Regions from separate parts of the Mus musculus genome. Here region 1 is linked to region 2. The links are chromatin contacts, called in public HiChIP or PLAC-seq maps. All regions are on one chromosome and are shown on one strand. The core of a region is the stretch at or near the end of the contact, and the rest is flanking DNA. Distances in the headings are between cores, read along the strand shown. Region 1 has its middle 26 kb from the start of Shc3. Region 2 holds the start of Spin1 (spindlin 1).

Evidence for each region. HiChIP or PLAC-seq counts read pairs in DNA pulled down with a chosen protein or histone mark.
Region 1: an H3K4me3 HiChIP or PLAC-seq map of forebrain shows a contact between it and region 2, with 6 times the contacts expected there. The contact joins the enhancer-like site here to the promoter of Spin1 in region 2. A contact is called at or near these places in 4 of 39 promoter capture datasets (the 3T3-L1 cell line, cranial neural crest, hippocampal neurons and 1 more) and 6 of 115 datasets of contacts at active chromatin or transcription factors (T-cell acute lymphoblastic leukemia, acute myeloid leukemia, astrocytes and 3 more).

The regions. Positions count from the first base shown.
Region 1 is chr13:51,593,377-51,598,017 of GRCm38.p6, forward strand. No RefSeq gene overlaps it. Among named protein-coding and RNA genes, the nearest start is that of Shc3, 26 kb to the left of the region's middle. Within about 2 kb of position 1,540, at least 74 of the 459 cell types and tissues checked have an H3K27ac peak or open chromatin away from gene starts, as enhancers often do. A contact at or near this core is called in craniofacial prominence, forebrain and hippocampal neurons, where this site is marked.
Region 2 is chr13:51,098,269-51,103,466 of GRCm38.p6, forward strand. It overlaps Spin1 (spindlin 1), which reads left to right and starts at 2,612. Exons shown (of 6, transcript NM_146043.4): 1 at 2,612-2,722. It overlaps 9430083A17Rik (RIKEN cDNA 9430083A17 gene), which reads right to left and starts at 2,459. Exons shown (of 1, transcript NR_029463.1): 1 at 1-2,459.

The DNA of each region.
Region 1 (4,641 bases), core at 290-2,789, 490 kb after region 2:
TAAAACTTTCATGGTGTGTGTGTGTGTGTGTGTGTGTGTGTGTGTGTGTGTACACATGTGTGTGTATGTGTGTGTATGTGTGTGCATGTGTGTGTATGTGTGTATGTATATGTGTGTGCATGTGTGTGTATTTGTATGTGTGTATGCATATGTGCGTGCGTGCGTGTGTGTATGTGTTTATGTGCATGTATGTGTGTGTGTGTGTGTGTGTATGTGTGTGTGTGTGTGTGTTTATGTGCATGTATGTGTGTGTGCATGTGTGTATTATGTGTGTGTGTGTGTGTGTGTGTGTGTGCGTGTGTGTGTGTTTATGTGCATGTATGTGTGTGTGCATGTGTGTATTATGTGTGTGTGTGTGTGTGTGTGTGTGCATGTGTGTATTATGTGTGTGTTTGTGTGTGTGTGTGTGTGTGTGTGTGTGTACATGTATGTCCCACTGAGTCCAGTCAACGCTGCCTGCTGTGATGATGACTAATCCCATAACTCCCATAGCCGCTGGGAATTCCTGGGTTCAGACGGCCCTGTCACATGCAGATACAGAATTGTATAGCTTTCGTCTTTATCCTTCATTTCTTTTATTCTTTCTAACCCCTCTTCCCAGATTTCCCATGAGCCTGTCCTGGAGGTGGTACAGATGTCCCACTTAGGACTGACAGCTCAACAGTCACTTGTTCTAGCTGTGAATCTATCTCTTCAGTGAGTGCTGAACGCTGAAGAGAGAAGTGTCTTTGGTCACAGCTGAGAATGGTACTAATGTATGGTCAGTTTGACAACACGTTTGTTCCTCCCTAGAACCTGTGACCTCCCTGGCAGGTTGATATTGTAACACACAGATAAACCTCACCTCTTAATATATTGTTTGGTTTTTAATACTGTGATTTCATATCCAATTTCAAGTAGAAATAGTTGTGTTTTATTTTCATTTCTTCTTATCCAAACTAACGGGCTAACCTCAGGATTACAATGAAAAAAATTTTTTTTGAGGTATAAATAATTCAAAAGCTATTTATAGTACTAAATTCTAACACTGTTTACATTAGGCAGACATTTTAAAATACATTCTGAACACCAATCTATTTTTAAATCGTTGAAAGGGGTTTCACCAGCCACCTCACAAAAAGAAAGAAGGAATAATAAACTTGAGAATGCAAAACAGTTTAAATTGTCTCAAGCCGTTTGGACTCTTCTTTCCTGATAATAGCAGCGCTGTGGCTTCCGTATGCTAAAATCAAGGATTGTTGTTCAGTCTTATTTTCTACACTGGGCTTTCTCGGTTCGGATGGGTCTATTTGCTTCTTCGCCTCGCCTGCTTTAAATCCTAGCGTGGTGAGGCTCTCCACCGGGGCCAACTCTGGATCGCTTCAGCCCCACCCTCCAAGTTCTCTTCCGCAGGAGCCTAAAATTCTTTTGAAATTAAGTAGGATAAGCGCCTGGGCTCCCAGCGTCTCCACTTCCTGAGACCCTCCCTCTGTACCACCAACACCCCTCCTCTCGGTGGTTTGACCGGTTATCCTAGAAACGCTGCTAAACCTCCGCCTCCTAACTCTGGCGGACTGTGGCATCCTCCCTTGCGCACTTTGCGGGCGCGGCAGAGGCAAGGCTGGGCGCACGTAGGTGGGTGAGGCAGGCGCATGTGGGTGCTGCCAGTGCGTGGGTGAAGTAGGGTTGCGTGGGTGACGTGGGGGTGGGGGATACGTGGGTGCTGCAGGTGCACGTGGGTGTTGCTGGCGCGTGGCTGCTGTAGGGGCGTGGGTGTTGCTGGCTCACGAGGCTGCTGCTGGTGCGTGGCTGCTGTAGGGGTGTGGGTGCTGCGTGCAGACGATGGCGGCAGATCAAGAGTCCCAACCTAAGAGACAGAGGCAGTGTGCTTCCTGTCCCAACGCATAAAATCCCTGGAGCCCCTGGAAACGCTCCTAGTAACGCCTATGAGGTTCACGGTTCCAAACAGGAAAGGAAACGCTACTGATGCCACAGAGCAATGGTGAAACTGGGAGGAGGGGCAAGAGTATAACTTAAAAAAAAAAAAAAAAAAAAAAAAACTATGGCACAGGGAAACGCCCAGAGCCTCTCCACAGAGGATCCTCTCAGGCCAACCCAGCAAGTCCCCTATTCAGCCATTAAAATGCCCGGCAGCACCCGTTCTCCATCACCCTCACTCACTCAAGAAGACAAGAGGACTTCTTCAGTTGGAAAGATGAGGATAGGCTACGCATCCCTGCGCACCCATGATTGAGGGCGGACCCGCCCACGCCCCTTTCAACAGCCCACATTATGTCTGGCTCGTTTACTCAAATGGGCATTAAGCAAACTGCGGTTACCAGAGTAAAACTCCCACAACACACCCTCTCACTACCTAGAAGAGTGCCTATCCCCAGAGTAAAGAGAGAGGCTATCGTGACCAGTGAGTTTCAAGAACCAGACTTGTCTCCATCAACTAATGTTCTGCTCTGGATCCCACACAAGTCCAAGCACCAAACACACCTATTCCTCAGCTCCTTCAAATCCCAGTCTACAGAAGTTCCAGTTCCGTGAGCCCCTGAGGCGGCGAGATCGAAATATTCCAATATTGTTCCAGTAAACTCTACAACCACGAGTTTCTTTCGCTGCTCATGGTTTGATTGAGTTGGCTGTTGTTGTTGTTGTTGTTGTTGTTGTTGTTGTTGTTGTTGTTGTTTTCAAGAGGATGAGGTAGTGGTGGTAAGGCAGAGTCTCAGCCCAGGTTAGCCTCCGATTTAACTGAGTAACCAAGGCTGGCCTTGAACTTCTGACCTTCTGCAACCTCCTGAAGTCTGACCACAGTTGTTCATTTTAGCCACATTAGGTACCTGATACACAAATACCTACACAGACAAGAGCACAGCTTTCAAAAAAGCTTTCTTTTTTTTCTTTTACTATTCTGAGTATCCCAAAGTTAAAAATTAGATCCTGGAGGGATAGAGACAAGCCAGGAGGGTGAGGGAGAGAGGACATCTTCCCTAAAGTCAATCCCTGCCCCGTTCCCCGTTTCTGTCCACACCATTACCAGCCTCAGTCTTTTCATCTTAATTCAAGACACAGCTGGCTTTCCCAGAAGGATGTGCTTGTCAAACTTGGATGGTTTTGTCCTACTATGTTATCCGTTAGAAACCTGACCCTCAGTGTGGGAGTGTTGAGAGTTGGTGGCCTAGCCGATATTCCTTCACCGTCTCCACAGGATGTGAAAGGCCAGTGGTTAGGACACTGGAAGGTAAATAAACCTCTTTATAAGGTACTCTGGTATTTCGTTACGGCCACAGAAAACGGACTCATTCTTGTGGCTTTAGGAATAAGTAGTATGCAACTGAGAATGTAGAACACTTGGGAAGATTCCGTTTCCAGTGGGTTGGCTTGTCAGTCTTAATCCTGCTCCTTGCTCTGAACTCCTGAATCAGCCTTCACTAGACCAGGGTATGACTCTACTCCCTGGCTCTTGAAATCTATGATGTAGAACAGATGCCCTCTCTCTAAACCTGTATTGAGGCACTAGTTTCCAAGGAAGATGCCATGTAAAGATCTGCTAGACTACAGATTCCCCCTGACTTCCTCTTTGACGTTGCCAAAGGCCTCCTGCAAACAGCTTGCACCTCAGTGCTCTCCAGGATCCCTCTAGTGGCCCACCCACACGCCCTCTATACCTGCTCTTCCCATGAGAAATGGCAACAGAGTCACTCAAGTGGCCTTGATAAACAAACCCTGGGGCCTGAAGACGCTCAAACAGAAGCTTGAACACACTTGTGGGAAGGCACTCTGGTTATAACTGGATCACTAGGGCTATGTAAATAATTACATTTTATATCATGAAGACATGAGAACTTAGGACCCATGGCGGTGAACGGGTAAAACCATGAGCCAAAGCGTTCTGTGCAAACAGTGTGCTACTGAATTAGGCGTGGAGTCTCACCGCTAACAGAGTCTCCTGGCTGTCCAGGAAAGCCTCCTGGAGGCAGTCTGCAAGGACCTGGCTTGAGGACACTGTCTATGTGGAGCACCCAGGGAAACATCCCCTACCCTGCACACAGACCCTGATCCCTCATCCTCCCTGTATTAGGAGGGATCACTTCCCTCCTTCCTGTGGCCAAACATCTGCCAAAGCAGCTCAAAGGAAGATTTTGGCTCACAGTCACATGATCACATAGGGTCCATCATGGCGGGAATGTTTCTGAGTTAAGTTTTCTATGGCTGCGATAAAATACTATGGCCAAAAGCAACCTGGAGAGGATTTTGCATTTATTTCGGCTTAGAGCTCTCAGGTCACACTTGGTCACTGAGGGAAGTCAAGGCAGGACACTTTGGGAGGCTGCAAGTCTAAGAGCACATATGGCATTATGTGGCCTGGCAAAGGACCCAACTTCACTGTATATTGCATATCGCATCATGGTAGGCATGCTCACAAGACAGTGAAGTCAGCCGGGCGTGGTGGCACACGCCTTTAATCCCAGCACTTGGGAGGCAGAGGCAGGCAGATTTCTGAGTTCGAGGCCAGCCTGGTCTACAAAGTGAGTTCCAGGACAGCCAGGGCTATACACAGAAACCCTGTCTCGAAAAACCAAAAAAAAAGACAGTGAAGTCACATGATTAGATGTGGTGTCCAGGTGATCCAGGAAGGGCTGGTCTTGCTCTTTT
Region 2 (5,198 bases), core at 1,362-3,861:
ACTAGTTGTTGCATTTGCTTTAGCTACACAGAAATGTTTTTGAAGCCAGCAGAGATAAAAGCATTTGCTGCCAAGTCCGAAGAACTTTTTTTTTTCTTTTTTCCTGTTTTGTTTTTTAAGACAGGGCCACTCTATGTAGAGCAGACTGGCCTTGAACTCAGAAATCTACCTGCCTTCACTTCCGAGTGCTGAGACACACAGCACGGCACCACCACTGCCCAGCAATTTGATCTGTGAGCTGGTATGTGCTTGCCACCCCAGCTCTTGGTAGGAGAGCGGCAGGTGGACGAGAATGGTGTTCAGGATTGTCTTTGGCTGTATAAAAGTTCTGACCAGCCTGAGCTATATGAGACCTCATCTTAAAAACAAAAACCAACTCTGTCCCTGAGTCCAATTTAGGCATTCATAAATCTAGAATGTAGCCCGTGTTATTTTTGACAGGTTGCTGGAGACCATCAGTCGAGGCAAATTTAAACCTGAGGTTGTGAAGAAGTGGGAGAAAGCAAGGCTTGAAGGGTTGATTGGTCAGTTGGGTCTGCAAGTGGCCTCAGATAGGTAGAAGCCAAGGATGACACCAAATGCCCTACCATGCACGAGGCCAGGTATTGGGGAGGCTTACACAGGAAGACCTTAAATTACAGGCCTGCGTGGGCTTACCCAGCTAGATAGTGAGGCCCTGGTTCAAGCAAAACAACCCAATACTCTTTTCCCCAAGTTACCAGGTCCCAAAATGTCAGTAAGTGCTAGGCAGATGTGAAGGCCATTTTTGTCAACTTGACATCAGGAATCAAAACTCCAAAATGGATGGGCCCACCAGTGATGGATTTCTGCTTAATTAAACCATTTGATATGGATCTTTGAGGTAAAAAAAATATACCTTTAATCCAGACCTTTTGAGGTGGGAAGAGACACGGTTAATGTGGATCTTCTGAGGTAGGAAGACATACCTTTAATCTGGGGCACACTTGTTGGCAGCTTATTTAAAGGACACGGAATAAGGAAGTTTTTGCTCTTTGCTGTCTCACTAGCAAGTCCATTCCTTCACTCACATTATAGCCTGCTTGAGATTCCAGCGTATGCTGAAGACCAGATGAGACATTCAGCTTTCAGTACTGAACAACTACTGAATTCCTGGACCTTCTGTGGGTAGACAGCCATTGCTGGACTAACTTGATCAAAGCCTGTGAGGTATTCTAATACATACTCTTTCCATATGTATATATTCATTTTGTAAGTTCTGTTCCTCTAGAGAACAGAAAAAAAAAAACAAACCAAAAAAAACCAGGCGTGTCACCAAGGAAACGGAAGTGTTCCATACTGTCACTCCAGCCTCCTTCCCTATCACACCCTTCCTTGTTCCTGTCAGCCTCCACGATCAAACATTAAACACAACAAAAGCTAATCTTCTCTCAGTGATCTCCAGGCTGGCTGCATCTCTACTGAAATTAGCCCTCTCTTCGGTCTGTGACTACGTTGCTCCTGCCAAGAATGTCATCTGAGACAAGCATTTTAATTTGAGCAGGCACATATCAATCTTATTTTGAAAAAAAAAAAAAAAGTGCCAATGGAATCCCAAAGAGCACAGCGAACTAAGAGCCGTGCTGCAGGTTTGGAGTGCGCAAAGGGCTTTCCAATAACGTCTTGTAATTCGACCTGGCAACACTCTGGCAGGAGGCTTATTACAATGCGGCAGTGCTACAGCACTCGAGGAACCAGGTCGGTGACCGCCTGGATCCAGACACTGGGTTAAAGGAGGGAAGGAGACCCAGACGAAGCTTCAGGTCCCGTATTTCACTTCCCCTCAAACCAAACCATCCCGGACGTTTTCTTTTTCTCTCTTTCCTTGCCCACAGCCAAACAGATCCTCAATAGGCGATCTTAACTGGAACCAGAGTCGCACGGATTCTCGTGCGATCGTGGGAAGTCTTGGCTTGCAGCCTCGCGAGGAGCCCGGGGTGACTTCTAGAGCAGCGGCTGCAGCTAGGCCAAGGCTAGGTGTTTGCAGCAGCCACCCTCAGCAGGTGTTCGCAGGAGGCCCTGAGCTTTGCAAGCTGAGCCTAGTTCCTCAGCCACTGCGCAGTGCGGCGTACAGCAAGGCGGTGTGTCTTCAAGGGAGCATGGGGGAGCCTATCCATATTTTTAAAGGGCTCGCGTCCTGCAGTCCAAAGCTGCTGCTCCGCAGGAAAGTGCACCTGCGCGGCGCACGGTCATGTGACCTAGCCTCCTGCATCTCCGCAGCTAGCCAGGCAGCTACCCGAGACAGCAGACGTAAGGTCCCAGGACAAAGAGTCAGGATAGCTCCTGGAAGCCGTCCTCCCGTGCAAGAGTAAATACCAACGCCCGCTACTCTCCGTTCGTCTTCCCGACCCTGCTCCGCTTGTAAGAGAGGCCGGCTCTACGCCAGGCCCGCGGCTCCCCAGCGTGTACCTCGCCGCTCCGGGTGCGCGCCCCACCCTCCAGGTGAGCAGCGCCAGGCCCCGCCCCCGCCGCCAGGGCCCGCCTCCCACCCGCGCCTGCGCAGTGCGTCCGGCGGCGCCGGGCGCCGGGGCGGCGCGGCCGTCGCAGTTCGGCGGGCGCAGTGCGCGTGCGCCGTGGCGGCCGGGGGGCGGGCGGCGGCCGCGGCGAGGAGCGGGGGTGGGGAGGCGCCGTCTGGCTCGGGCTGGGCCGGCGGGGAGCACGAGCGAACCACGGCGGCCCCGTGGGCAGCCTCGGTGGCCGACAGGTGAGACGCGCGTGGGGCTGGCTGCAGGGCCGTGAGGGGGGAAGCGAGTGGGCCTCTCACGGCGCGCGGACCCAGGTGAGCATAGCCCGCGGGGCCCCGGGCGCATTGTCCGCGGGCGGCGCCCCTCAGCGCCCCCTGCCGGCCGGGCTCGGTGGGGCCGGGGCGCGGCGGGCTGGGGCCGGGGCGTGCGCGAGTTCCTTTGTTCGTCGCCCCCGCCCGGTCCCCGCCGCCCCCGCCAACATGGCGCTCGCGGGGTCCCTGCCCCAGCCCCGCGGCCGCTTCCCGCGCGCTTTGTTCCGTGCCGGGCGGGGGGCGGGGGCGGGGGCATTGCGTAACCGGGCGGGGGAGGGGCGTGGCGGGACCCCCGCGACGGGTCATCCCGGTGACGCCCTGCCTGGGGGGCTCGGGGCGCGGGCCTGCGTGACCTTGGGTTTGCCTCCCCGAATGCGCCCGATAGATGTGCGGTGCGGATACTGCGCAGCGCCGGGGGTCGCGGTCCCTGGCGGCTTCCTGCACGGATGGTGCGTTCTGGGCCTTTCCGGGAGGCGGGGGGTGTCGGGTTGAGAAATGGCTTCAGTCATCCACGACGTTGCCTGCGCATCTCAAAGTTTGTTTACGCAATTGTTTTTATATTGATTTGGTTTCGATGGTCTATGAATTGGGTTTCGGGTTTTGTAAGGATTTTTCTCTCTGTGTGTGTGTGTGTGTGTGCGCGCGCGCGTGCAGTCTTACTTCTGGTTTAAAGGCTTGTTTATTTATCGTGTACATCCAAAAGCAATACAAGATTCGTTCAAGTGTTGTAAAGGATTTTAGTGTGACTAGCGAGAAAGATGGTATCCGTATCGAAATGCGAATGCCTCACTAACTTTCCTTGGAATTTTCTGGAAGAAGCTGCAGCCTGAAAGGATTGATGGAGAGTAATTGCCTTCTGCATAGCTTTTGTTAGAGAGTGAAAATGAAACCGGATCTTAGACGTTTTTTTACCTATACATCCTGAGCGCACTTCTGAGGTGGTGAAATTTTGGAAAGATAGAAGAGGCACATCTTTAGCCTTTTTAACCCCTTCAGTATTAGTTAATGGGTGAACACGATTTACAGGATGTCCGTTATCAGATTTGGTAATTGTGTATTAACGTAGCCTGCTATGTTTATAAAAACGTGTAGTGTTTCTCTCAATAAGTAAAACGAAATTAGCTTTAAAATCCTACTTTGACATGCCTAAGAAATGGATCAAGCAAAAGGCTTTCAGTCTAAGTGAATTTGTATGAGGTCTCCTGTACTCTAGACTGGCCTTGCGCCACTCTCCTTTTTCCGCCTGGAGTACAATCGAGTGAGGGGCTGTCTTTTTATACTTAGGATTTTTGAAATATATGTGTGTGGATGTTTTGTCTGCATATTTGTCTGTGTACCACATGTGTGTCTGGTGCTCAAGGAGTCCAGAAGAGGGCTCTGAACTCCCGGGACTGGAGTTAGACAATGGGAGTGCTGGGAATCAAACACGGGTCCTTTGGAAGAACAGCCAGTGAGTGCTCTTAACCGCTGAGCCATGCTTAAGGTTTTTTAAAAATAGATTTTCACTATGGAATTTCTCTAGTCAAGCCCACTTTAGTGTTCAAAGGAGGTGCTTTAAGCCTTTCTGGGATAGCTAAGCTCTGATGCTGCCCATCTCTTACATAGGATAGGGTGGTCACCCTTCACCAGGCCTAGTAACAGGATTGTAACCCTAGTTGTTGAGGAGGGTTGGAAGTTTAAGGACAGCTTGTATAATTTAAGGTCCTGTTTCAAAAAGTCAGAAGTCTGTGGTAGAGCAGTTGTCCTGCACATACATGTTGGACTCCAGGTTTTGCCTCCTAGTACAACAAACTACCTACCATGTAAACGTTCCTTAAATAGAATAGGTTGTTTTAGGGAATGAAGGCATTTCTTTCATGTTGTGGATACACCCCCAGCATGTGCCCCCAATCTGTGGATAGAGGCTGGGTGGCTGTTTAGGTAGTGTCTTTAATTGCCAGCTCCAGAGCAAACAGCAGTCTGAGGCGGTATGCTCGGCCAGCCCTGTGCCTGAGGCCCTGCCGGTCTGTCATTCTGAGGGATGAGGTGCCCTCTTCTTCTCTCCTTAGGATCACATTTCACATTTTCATTTTGGGAACTCTGAAAAATACTGCTCTTAGTGAGCCTGGGACTTCCTTTTATGGGGCAGTAGAGGGCTGAAGACAAAGGATGAAAGGGAGCTGTGGCCTGAACGTTGCTTCCCTCGAAAAGTGGAAGCCGGGAAAATCCCATAGGAAAACAGCTAGTTCCACATCCAGTCACTTCTGGATGGCGTTCGCCGAGGATCAAAACTGAGTGAGAGCACCTCACTGAGGGACTCTTGTCCTGTGGATTGAACTGGCCTGTTGGGGAAATGTGGTTGTCTTTGATTTTTCTGAAGGTCAGATAACAACTTAGTTTCAGTTTGGATAGCTTCCATAGGAGT